Linked DNA regions of Rattus norvegicus: region 2 is linked to region 1. A link is a contact called in public Hi-C data. All regions are on one chromosome and are shown on one strand. The core of a region is the stretch at or near the end of the contact, and the rest is flanking DNA. Distances in the headings are between cores, read along the strand shown.

What was found. Hi-C and Micro-C count contacts between places; a contact is called where the count stands out from the background.
Region 2: a Hi-C map of the A7r5 cell line shows a contact between it and region 1, with 2.8 times the contacts expected there. The contact joins two enhancer-like sites. A contact is called at or near these places in 2 of 12 Hi-C or Micro-C datasets (the A7r5 cell line and liver).

The regions. Positions count from the first base shown.
Region 1 is chr17:12,516,087-12,521,848 of GRCr8, reverse strand. All of the region lies in intron 4 of Auh (AU RNA binding methylglutaconyl-CoA hydratase), which reads right to left. Among named protein-coding and RNA genes, the nearest start is that of Auh, 38 kb to the right of the region's middle. Within about 2 kb of position 2,533, at least 28 of the 93 cell types and tissues checked have an H3K27ac peak or open chromatin away from gene starts, as enhancers often do. A contact at or near this core is called in the A7r5 cell line, where this site is marked.
Region 2 is chr17:12,743,539-12,749,300 of GRCr8, reverse strand. No RefSeq gene overlaps it. Among named protein-coding and RNA genes, the nearest start is that of Syk, 67 kb to the left of the region's middle. Within about 2 kb of position 3,635, at least 8 of the 93 cell types and tissues checked have an H3K27ac peak or open chromatin away from gene starts, as enhancers often do. A contact at or near this core is called in the A7r5 cell line, where this site is marked.

The sequences.
Region 1 (5,762 bases), core at 1,284-3,783:
TCGTAGGCCACAGGGGGGAAGCTGACACTGTGGCTGCAAAAGGCCATAGTAATAAAGGCCCCTCCACTCTAATCTTTAAAGCCGAAGATTAGTGCATCTCTCAGCCTTCGTCAACGGGCCTTCATTTTGCAGTAGATGAAGATTAATAGACCCACAACTGGTCAATGTGTGGAGAATAAGACTCAAAATAAAACATCCATATCATAGCCCCAAAGCTCAGACATCACTGTGGAAGAAAAACTGTAAGCCAGAGGCTGTGGATGTCTGCGGCCAAACACTGGCTGGACATGACAGGGACACTGCACACATGAGCATGGGTGGGGGACGGACCCGGGAACTCCCACTTCTAGCAACTGATAACTGCTGGGAGTCAGAGGGAGGTCATTTTTCTTCAAGGATGCAGGCTCTAAAAGCCTGTTCCAGTAGGTGGTCCTTGCTGTGCACTGAAGTGGGGGAGCACACAGGAGGTTGAGAGAGAAACTGTACTATTAACCTCTCCTTGCTGGAGAAGCAACTGATATTCTACAGTGTGCTGGAGGGCAGCGCTTTAATCCACTGGGTCCTTGACATCAAGGCTACCCTCACTTGGTTCTCAAGCTGGACAGAGGAAGAGTGGCCTGTGTGACAGACAGTCCTTCCTCCCAAGCCTTCTTTCCAAACAACAGAGCAGTGGCCAGTTCCTACACACAGGGATGAGTGGGACTCGGTAACCTTCAGGAGCTGCATAGACTTTACAAGAGGCCAAGAAATGAGCCTGTGTTGCTATGTACGAAATAGACAACCTTGCTTCTCTTCCCCAGGCCAAAGAAAACATTCTCGTTCATAAAATTCCTAGAAAGGGGTTATTTTTATGACAGACTAACAATAAAATCTGTCCTATTAATATTTGTAAACCTTTTGCTAGTGAATACTTTTTGAAACATTTTAGTGTGTGTGTGTATGTGTGCGTGCGTGTGTGTATGTGTGTGTGCGTGTGTGCGTGTGTATGTGTGTGTGTGTGTGTGTGTGTTGGCGGGGCTGGGCACAAGAGGGTAGCTGCCTGCAGAGGCCAGAGGTATCTGAGCTCCCTGGAGCAGGGGTTATGGGTGATGTGGTGCCAGCACTGATCTGAGGCAGACTGTCTTCATAGCCAGACTGTCACACACAAAAACAGACAAGTGTGATGTGGGGTCAGTTAGTGAGTACAGCCCCCAACCACCAATGTAAGAAATGGGGTAAAAAAAAAAAAAAACGGGCTGAAGTCTGGCTTGGGGGAAGGAGCAGAAACATTGGCCTCAGACACAGAATCTGAAATCAGGTGGTACAAATAGTAATCCTTTCCAATTATGATCAAACATTATTTAATTATCAAAAATATTTTTAAATGTGAAGCTTATGTTTTGAGGAGTTAATGTTTCCAAAGAGAATACAAGTTTAACTTGCAACTCTTAAGAAACATAGAACACACCATGGTAAGCACACAGGGCAAGGAAAGAGGAACTGTGTCCGCCCCACGCCTGGGACTTCCAAACAGTATGACAAATCAGAGTGGCAGAAGGCTGGCTATAAAGCGCTTCCCACCACAAAATGATTTCATTAGAATAGCTTAATCTACTCAGTATTTTTCAATACTATAGATTCGGAAGCCATACGCCCTTGGAAAGGCAGACTGTCAGCACAGAGGCCCGAGAGAATACCCAGAAGGCAGCTGTGAATGCTACAAAGGAATCGAGGCAGGAAATGAGATGCCAGGGCCATAGCTCCAGCGAGAAACCGTGACTCAGCGTATTACGAAACAGTGGGATCAGATACTATTTTGAGTTTCACTCCAGGAAGTGAGCCAGGTATGACAAGGAAGATAATAATCCTTTGAAATGCTCCTAAAAATATAATTAGAGCAATAATTAAAGAGTGGAGCTATTTTGAGAAGAAAAGGCATGGTAGGTGGTGGACCTCAGAGCCCACAGCACACCCGGGCCCAGCGAGAATGGAGTCGGCGCAGGACCAGAGGTGCTGGGGCTACTCTCTGCTCCTCAGGCAGAGGTTAATTGTAAGGCTCAAGAAAGGCAAACAATCTGATTGTGAGGAGAAGGCTAGTGCTGGTTGTGTGACTTTTAAACTAGGTTCTGCTTAGGGACTAGCATTCTGGTGTCAGCCAGATGACTCAGTGGGTAAAGGCACTTGAGCCAGCGCTGACCATCTAAGCTCCATTCCTGGGACCCATGTGGTGGAAGCAGAGAATTAATACCCTGGCCTTCACATAAGACAAAAATAAAATGTAATTTTAAACAATTAAAAAATCTACTACTGCTATACAAGCCAGCAAGGTCAGAAAGGTCTATAGATGTTATGATGAAGTCTGAATACCAAAATCAAGAATAGACATAAAATTCCTATTAACAGAATCACAGCAAATTCCTAATTATCTCTAGGTCCAGTTAAAACTGTATTTTTGACTTAAGATGTCTTCTCCCTTCCCTCTAACTTCTGGAGAAACCACAAGAACAGAACAAAGCAGTCCCTGAGCAAAGCTGACAGGCTGGGTAGGCTCTGCTGGAGGCTGGCCCAGGACTGCCACACAGGGTGCTGGATGCCAGCAGGCGTGCCCCAGAGAAACGCCAGCACCCTCAATCGAGAGATACCAGATCCAAGACTGGAAGTCTCAGCCACCTCAATCCTACAGACACAGGCAGCCCCCTATCTCACCTAAATGCTAACACTAGGTTACATTCAAGTAAAGGGAAGCAGCTCTGGAAGGCTCTGGTGTTCCTCACAGAGGGGAATTCTGTTAACAGCCACCTCCTGAGGGCCAGCTCTCCCTCCTCACACCGGTATACAGGGCCCATCCTCCTCACAATGATATACAGGGCCCATCCTCCTCACACCTGTCTACAGGGCCCATCCTCCTCACACCTGTCTATAGGGCCCATCCTCCTCACACCTGCACACAGGGCCCATCCTCCTCACACCTGTCTACAGGGCCCATCCTCCTCACACCTGTCTACAGGGCCCATCCTCCTCACACCTGTACACAGGGCCCATCCTCCTCACACCTGTACACAGGGCCCATCCTCCTCACACCTGTACACAGGGCCCATCCTCAGATGGAGGGAAAACCATCTCCTAACAAAGTAAGCCAGAGGACAATCATAAAGGGCTGATGCCCCTGCGGGGTGGAATGTAAAGACCAGGCAGGCACGGGGTAGAGGGGGTTAGGGGGAGCCACAGTGTGGGACAGGCCAGAAAACTGACCTGAGATCAGTCCTTAGAACTCATACTGGGCAGCTCACAACTGCCTGGAACTCCAGCTCTAGGGGACCCAGCACCCTCTTCTGGACTCAAAGGGTATCTACACACACACACACACACACACACACACACACACACACACACAGCACAGCAGCCAAACCCGAGGAAAACCTTTATAAGGCAGTGCGAGCAAAGCGAGGAGCCCTCATGTGTACGCCGGTGTCTTGTGTAAGACTCAAAGACCAGCATAACAGCAATGACCACACAGGAAAAGACAGCAGCTGCCGAGAAACTATCAGAGCCTACAATAAACACAGCATCGGGTGTTCCTTATGGAATCAGAAGGATAGAGAGACCAATGAGAATTGAAGTGAGGGGCTGGGGATTTAGCTCAGTGGTAGAGCTCTTGCCTAGGAAGCGCAAGGCCCTGGGTTCGGTCCCCAGCTCCGAAAAAAAAAAAAGAACCAAAAAAAAAAAAAAAAAAGAGAATTGAAGTGAATTCCCCCTTTTTTGGTCTTGACGAATTCCAGAGTGGTACTCTGGAACGGCAGAAGTTGGCAGTTAAACTCGTGGCCCAGGCTAAAATAGCACAGTGGCCAGGTGGCAGTAGCACCCACCTTTAATCCCTGTACTTGGGAGGCAGAGGCAGGCAGATTTCTGAGTTCAAGGCCAGCCTGGACACAGAGTGAGTTCCAGGACAGCCATGGCTACACAGAGAAACCCTGGGAGGGAGGGAGGGAGGGAGGGAGGGAAGCAAGCAAGCAGGCAGGCAGAGGCTCATGGCCAAGAATCACGATATGCACAGCAGCCAGCAGACTCAACAAGACAACGGTGCAAGGAAAGCTTCATAAAGAAGCTACATAATTCCTAAATGCTCACCCTTCCTTCCCATGATTCTCCCTTGGCCTTCAGACACAGGCAGAAGACACAGTGAGCACAAAGTCTGCAAATTCAGAACTATTCTTCACTGAGAGGCTCTCAGCACAACATGGTTAAAACAAAAGCCAAGTTATCCAGTAGCAACTCACATGGAAACACGGAAGCACTCGGCTTCAGCCTGCATAGCAACATAGCTGTGGCACCACCCAGCTGAGGTGCTGAATAAAGGGGGACAAAAGTCAGACACCTACGTGGTGAGTAGATCTGAATGTCAACAAGAATCGCAGCTACTCAGCTGCAACAGTGCAGGAGACAGAGCTCCTGTCGGCTGCAGCCTCCTTAACACTGGAGTTAAAATGAACATAAACGGTTAAGTGTATAAATGACAGCATTTAAAACTCAGTCACATTACTCCTGCCTTATGACGTCATACCAGAGGCCCTGACCCTAGTAACGGAGACTATAACTAAATCATGGTGAGTCGGTGCTACACTCTACAAAGGAACCTGTGAGAGGAAACTTTCCAAGTAATCTCTCTGAGAGACTATCAACAAAATGCAAGTGTGTGCATTCGCGTGCACATGCAGGTGAGGAGGGTGTCTGTGTGGAGGTCAGACAACCGGCGAGAGTCGATTCTCTTCTTCCACCATATGGATTTGGGATACTGAACTCCGAACCTCTGCCCACAGAGCCATCTTTCCAGGGAGAGCTATAATTTTATAATGCACCTCAGGCCTCTATGTCTGGGTGTTCTGAGGTATACATCCTCCTCCTGAGAGCGAGACAATTTGCAAGTCTGTGACGACTAAGGCTAAATCCAGTCAGCAAACTCCTAAAGCAATAATTCTCTACCTGTGGGTCATGACCCCTTTGGGGTTCAAACAACCCTTACACAGGGGTCAACCAAAGATCATCACAAAACACTGATATTTATGTTAGGATCCATAACAAAATTACAGTTATGACATTGCAACAAAAAATGATTTTATAGCTAGGGGTCACCACAATATGAGGAATTGTGTTAAAGGGCCACAGTGTTAGAAAGGATAAAAACCACTACCCTAGAATGTGAGGGAATTTTTTAAATTTAAATTCTTTTTTCACACAATATATTTTGATTGTGTTTTCCTGTCCATCAACTCCGAGATCCTGCCCACCTCCCTACCTACCCAATTTCATGCTTGCTCTCTCTAAATCATTCCTTCCTTCCTTTAGCACCACCCTCCAAAACTCAGTAAGTCAAAAAAATGCAAAACAGAAAGTTCACGTAAAAATGACAGACAGACAGACCATTAAGTTCATTTGTGTTGGTCAACCATTCCTGGGCATGGGGCCCGCCTGGAGCGTGGCCATTATGTCGGGGGGGGGGGGGGGGGGGACACTGTGCTGTAGGAAACTGATTCTCCTTTCCCAGCAGGTATCAGCTGTGAAGAGCTTCTCAGTTAGGGTTGGGCTTTGCGTGCACTTCCTGGAGTGTCCTCTCCAGGGCTTCCGGCTGTGTCTATCCATCCTGTATGTGCTCGCAGACACACATCCTCTGATGGTCTTCATCAATGTTGACAGAATTTACTCATCTTTTCTTTCCCATCCCACAACATGTCCTGTGGGCTGGACAGGGCTGGCCACGGAGAGGTGTGCCCAAAGCAAGCAGCACA
Region 2 (5,762 bases), core at 2,386-4,885, 230 kb before region 1:
ACAACAGGGCATTAGGATAGAACGCATTGTGGAGACAGAAAGGGGGACATGAAGAAGAAGGGGGGTGGCAGGGGAGGAATAGGGGAGGAAGGAGAGGGAGGAAGGAAAACAAAGGGGGGGGATAAAAGTAGAAAGGGAGGGAGTGAAGGAAGATAGGGAGGAGAGTGAAAGAAAAAAGGAGGGAAGGAGGAAGGAAAGGAGAGGGGAGAGTGATGGGGGAGGGAGAGACTGAGGGAGGAGGGAGAGGAAGGGAGAGAGAGGAAAGGGAAGGGGAAGGAGAGGAGGGAAACAGGAGGAGGGGGAAAGGGACAGATGAAAGGAGGGAGGAGAGAACGGGAGCCAAAGGAGGAGTTAGGGGGAAAGTGGGGTGAGATATTGTATTGAGCACAAGTGACGTGAGCAAGAGACCAGCGGGGAATGCCCCAAAGAGACAAGTCTAAGCTCAGGAACGCATTCCCAGATCTGAAGTCTCTGAGTTGGACAACCTCAGATGTGGCCAAATTGTCATAAGGGAAAAGTGTCTCACTGTGGTCTTTGGTGAAGGCTTGCACCTGTCTGGTATGGAGGACACCTTGCCCCTCCCCCGTGGGCAGCCTGCGGTGTTCCCTAACTGTCCTCACAGGACCGGACCTATTCTAAAGAGAGAGCCCTTCACCCCAGACCTCTGAGATCAGGTCCACAAGGAAATGGAATTTCCCTGAGAGTCTTACGCTGGGAGAGGAAGAGGCTGGCATCTAGTACTCGCCACCAGTACTAGATGTTGTGGATGAGGGCTCTTCTCTCCTGGGAAGAGATTCGCACGTGCTGACAACCTGTAGGAACCTTTTGGGAGAAATTGGGGCGGAGACAATGAGTTGTCAGTGGTTGGTGGAACTACTTAACCTAGAACTTCTTAAGCCTAAACGTAATGTCAAGACCCTGAAGGTGACTTAGGGGGTCTCTGGGTATCTCTTCTCCCTATGTTTCACTAAGACCTGTCTGTTTAACAGGTATACTGAGGACGGGTGGCCAAGCATAGCCTCCGAGGGCTTCCTGGTCCCAGGCTGTAACCCTGACAATCCACCAGCACAGCCCACTGAGCTCCCCGACCCATTCCCAGGACCTATGCATCATTAGCTTCCAAAAGAGCCCTGCCTTTACCTCTGGGCATCTGCATCCAGACAACATGCACATCCTCTGCAGTGGCCATTGCCCGCTTTGGTTAGAGATGTGGCACAGGTAGGGCGATGTCCTGGCATCATCTGGGTGGGGAGGGGTTCCCTCTAGATGTCAGGTTCCTCACCATAAACAGCCTCATGCACTTTCTAGGCCAAGACAGAGAGCAAGATGGGCGAGACGGAAGGGAAATTATGCAGGACACTGCTGATCTTGGTGGAGCCTGCTCTGCACAGGCAGCTACCAAAGCAGCCTGTGTGGCAGCCCTGGGCTGGCTGCTATCAGAGACTTGTGATGCCCTAGGTTTGTTTTCTGATCCCACAAGAATAAGCACCGAGAGGTAGGAAGTCCTATCTCATAGGTGCCTGGTCTCTCAAAAGCCCCAGGAACAGAGCCATCTCTGCACTTGGGGGTGGGGAAGTGTGCTTTGAAGATAAAAGATGAACATTATCATTATCAGCCTTCCTCAGAGGGACTAGGGAATCACTGGACACACATACACATAAACACAAACACACAGACACATATACACACATACAAACACACAGCCACACAGACACACACACATATAGACACACATAGACACAGACAAACACACAGACACATACATATACATACGCATACAGATATATAGACACACATATAGACAAACACAGAGACACACATACACACACAGACACACAGTCACATGCACACACACACACAAAGACAAACACAAATAGACACACCATACACAAACACACACAGACACATATACACACACATACAGACACACAAACACACACACATATATAGACACACATACACACAGAGACACATACAGACACATTCAAATATAGACACACATAGACTTAGACAAACACACAGACACACACATATATACACACACACATACAGATACGCAGACACACATTTAGACACACGCAGAGACATACACACACACAGACACATACAGACACAGCCACACAGTCATACACACTCTCACACAGTGTGTGTGTGTGTGTGTGTGTGTGTGTGTGAGTGAGAGAGAGAGAGAGAGAGAGAGAGAGAGAGAGAGAGATGGTAGGGCATGGAAGGGGGAAGAGAGACCAAAAGAAGCAACATTAAAGATGTACACGCAGATATACAGAAAGAGAAAGAAGCAAGGAGACAAGTGCGGTGTAGGGGAAACCCTGGGGAAGTTTTCCACAGCAGAAGACTTGGGCAATTTGCTGGCTGTGTCCTGTTCTAGTAGAGACTTGTTCTAACTCTAAAGGGGGCATTCCTCTGAGGAGTGGGAGCTGAGAGCCGAGGTGATGTCTCACAAAGTCCCAGCCACTCTTCGACATGCCAACAATTGGTGGGAGCAGCTGGGCCCCAGTTCTCAGAGCCCCTCCCTAGGTTTGGAGAAAACCCTATGAACTTCCCTTTAGCTGTTCAATCAGCAACAGTTGTAACAGTGGAGGTGGGGGAACACTGATGTGACACTATCTTCAGGACTGATCGGAGTGTCCCCATATCCTGCCCTAGTATCTATCTTTCTGGCCACAACCAGTCACCAGGACACCCAGCACCCACTCTGAGCCTGCATAGGAGAAGTACCTTGGCCACCAGCTCGGGGTGTTTTCTTGGCACCGCTGTACTGTGAGCCCCTCAGAAAGTGCCACACAACAGCAGGAGTTCAAGCCCAATGCTCAACCCTGAGCTCCTTGCCTTGCACCAGGGTTTCCAGGGCCCCTTGTATGACCCTTGGCCCCGGAACCTGCTGTCCCTGTAACACTTCTGGCCAGCCCTCCTGCATGTGTCCGGGGTATACCTGAGAAATGGGTCATACAGATAAGGCCATCCTAAAGCAGGATAGGTCACACTGATGACATGAAGTGATGACCAGAAGGTGGCCATTCCCTCTTCCGGTTCACTTCTTTTAGCCTGGACCATGTTAAAAAGCAAGCATTACCAGGAAGTCGGAGGATATGGGAGGAAGAAGAGCAAGATGAGAGCAAGAAGGAAGGCTCGATCATAGCACCAAGCCCCTTACACAAAGGTGGGTGTGCCTGGCCAGTGGGCCCCTCTCCATGCTGGACAGGAACACCCTCACCAACTCAGAAGAACCACCAACTCAGAAAGTCAGCACAACTTTTCGGGAGTCGCCTGTCGGTGCTATTCTGCAGGTGTCCAGTAGGTGGCAGTAGATCCTCGGACAGGAGTTGCCACCCGGTCGGCGGGCAGAAAATGGAGCCGCTTCCTCCTTTACCAAGTACCTGTTTGAACAAGAGTCAGCGCTGCCAAGTGGATACACGGCAGGAATCACATTCCAGCAGGTGCAGAAATAATATACAAGGAAGCGATTTCTAACCTTGGACATCAAAGTACTGCGGAGAAGGAATTTAAACGGACCTCTTTATTTACTCTTTTTAAAATCTACTCGGAGCTGAGGTGGCGGGTGGCTCAGTCGGTAGACAGCTTGCCTAGTGTGTTCAAAGCCCTAGGTTTGTTTTAGTCCGAGTCCTGAATAAAAAATAGTGTACGATTGCTCTGCTACATAATATAGACAAGGCCTGACTGGGCACATGAGGCTCTGTCTCAAAAGGGGGTTGGGGAGTCCACCTTGCACTAAATTAAAATAGAGTCAGTCATCTTGGGGCCTCTGATGGGCAATGGTGGGGTGCGGACTAAGCTAGAAGGACCCGCACTTCCCAGTCTATTAGTTTTGCCCCCAGAGTCCCGTGATTAATGGAACCTTCGGACATTTCCCACGAAGCCAGCCGTCTCGAAGACAGCATGGATGTTCAGTCTCGCTAATGGCACTCAGATAACCTGGGATTTTGACCAAGGGAGAGTGCTTTAAAAAAACAAAGCCGTGAGCTTGTGTGTCGCTGACTGACTCACGAATCATTCTGGACCAGAAGATTCGTGCTTAGAGCACGCAGGAGGCAGGGGGATGGCTGTGCTATATGAGCCCAGCCTGTGCTTTCGAGGTAAGGAAATGGCACCAAGCACATCTGAGACGCTTTCAGATGGGAACGAGCTGAGACACTGGCTCCAAGCTGTGCCCCGCCTCCACCCCGGTCCTTCTCCCGCTCCCAGCACCTTCTCACGCTCGGGCATGCTAGCTGTGTTGAGAAAACCACAAGACAGGGACAGCTAATGTCTCTCCTTGATTTTGAGACATGAGTCAAACCAAAAGTGAGCAACCCTCCTGACACAACCAAGAAAATATCTGAGAAATGCCAGGGAGATCGGCAGTGCCTGGGTGGTGCAGACGCGTTTGTCTGCACAGACTCTCCTTTCACTAACTGGGACCAAGGCCTAACGGTGGTGCTGCGAGGGAGAAAGGGGCTAGCCTGGGCGCATCACACCGAGGCCAAGCTTATTGTTCAGTGTTTCAAATAAATCACTACTGCCCTGGAGATTCTCCTTGGGACTTAGATGTCCCGAATGAACGCCATCTGTCTAGAGCCGTCTCTCTTATGACGAGGTATTTCAGTCACGTTTCTGTCACTGTGACCATAATATCTGACATGGCAGCTTAAGGAGGAAAGATGACTTTTGGCTCTCAGTTTGGGGGGCTGTGGCTCATGAAGGGCCCACTGAGGAAAAGGCAGGGCAGAGGAGCTCAGTCGCTGACAGGCATAACAGATGGAGGATCCTGTTCATGTCGTGGAGAACCAGAAGATGAAGAAAGCCTGTGACCTAGGGACTGTCATAAGCCCTGAAGGCCTGCCCTCACAACCTAATTTTACTGCTTAGGCCTCACCTCGTAAAAGCTCCATGGTCTCTCTACACAGTGCCACCAGCTGGGACCAACATTCAGAATGTCTGTGGGAGACATCCAAGATTAAAACCATGTCCCTAGGGATCCTAGATCAGAGATCAAAGGGTGGACATGGGATGGTGCCGCGGTGGCAACATTTTTCTTTTTCCCCATTCTTCTGACTGAATGCTCTGCTTGGCTTAAAAGTCTTCGTGCCGGAGGGAGCGAGATGATTCCAGCACAGGGCAAGAACATGGCTGCCTGGAAGTGAAGACTTTCTCTGACCCCTTTGGGTTCCTTCATAATTCTGAGTTAACATACTAAAAAAGTGACTGCTAGGGTGACAGATCTAATCTCCCTAGAGAAAAAGGAAGCTGTCACAAAAGAGGTGGCGAGGAGTCTGCCTGGGGCACAGGAAAACCTGAACACATCTCAACGTTACTATGCCTTGCACACAAAGTCAAGGACTGTGGCATTATAATAAAATTATCTCTTATATTCTATGAACTTTTGCTGGACCTCACAGCTCGAGTTAATAATGCACCTCGAGGTCACTTAAGACTTAAGGCTGCTATCCTACTGTTTAGTCAAACTGTGTGTTTAGTCTGCCTCTAAGAGAACGCTGTAATAACCAACCTTGCTTGCCCGGGATTTCCCATGGAATCAGCTTTTACAAGCTAGGCTAACACAGAGCTGCAATCTTAAGTTATGTACTCCTCTGTGGCCCCAACCAGGAACGAGACGCGGGCATATCCTTTGCTGCAAACAACAAATGCAGAAGTTGGAATTAACTTCCTAAAATCTGCCATAAAGGTGGAGAGCATCCATTTATGGATGTTGGTGGATAAACACTGATGTTTGTCGTCTGGGACAG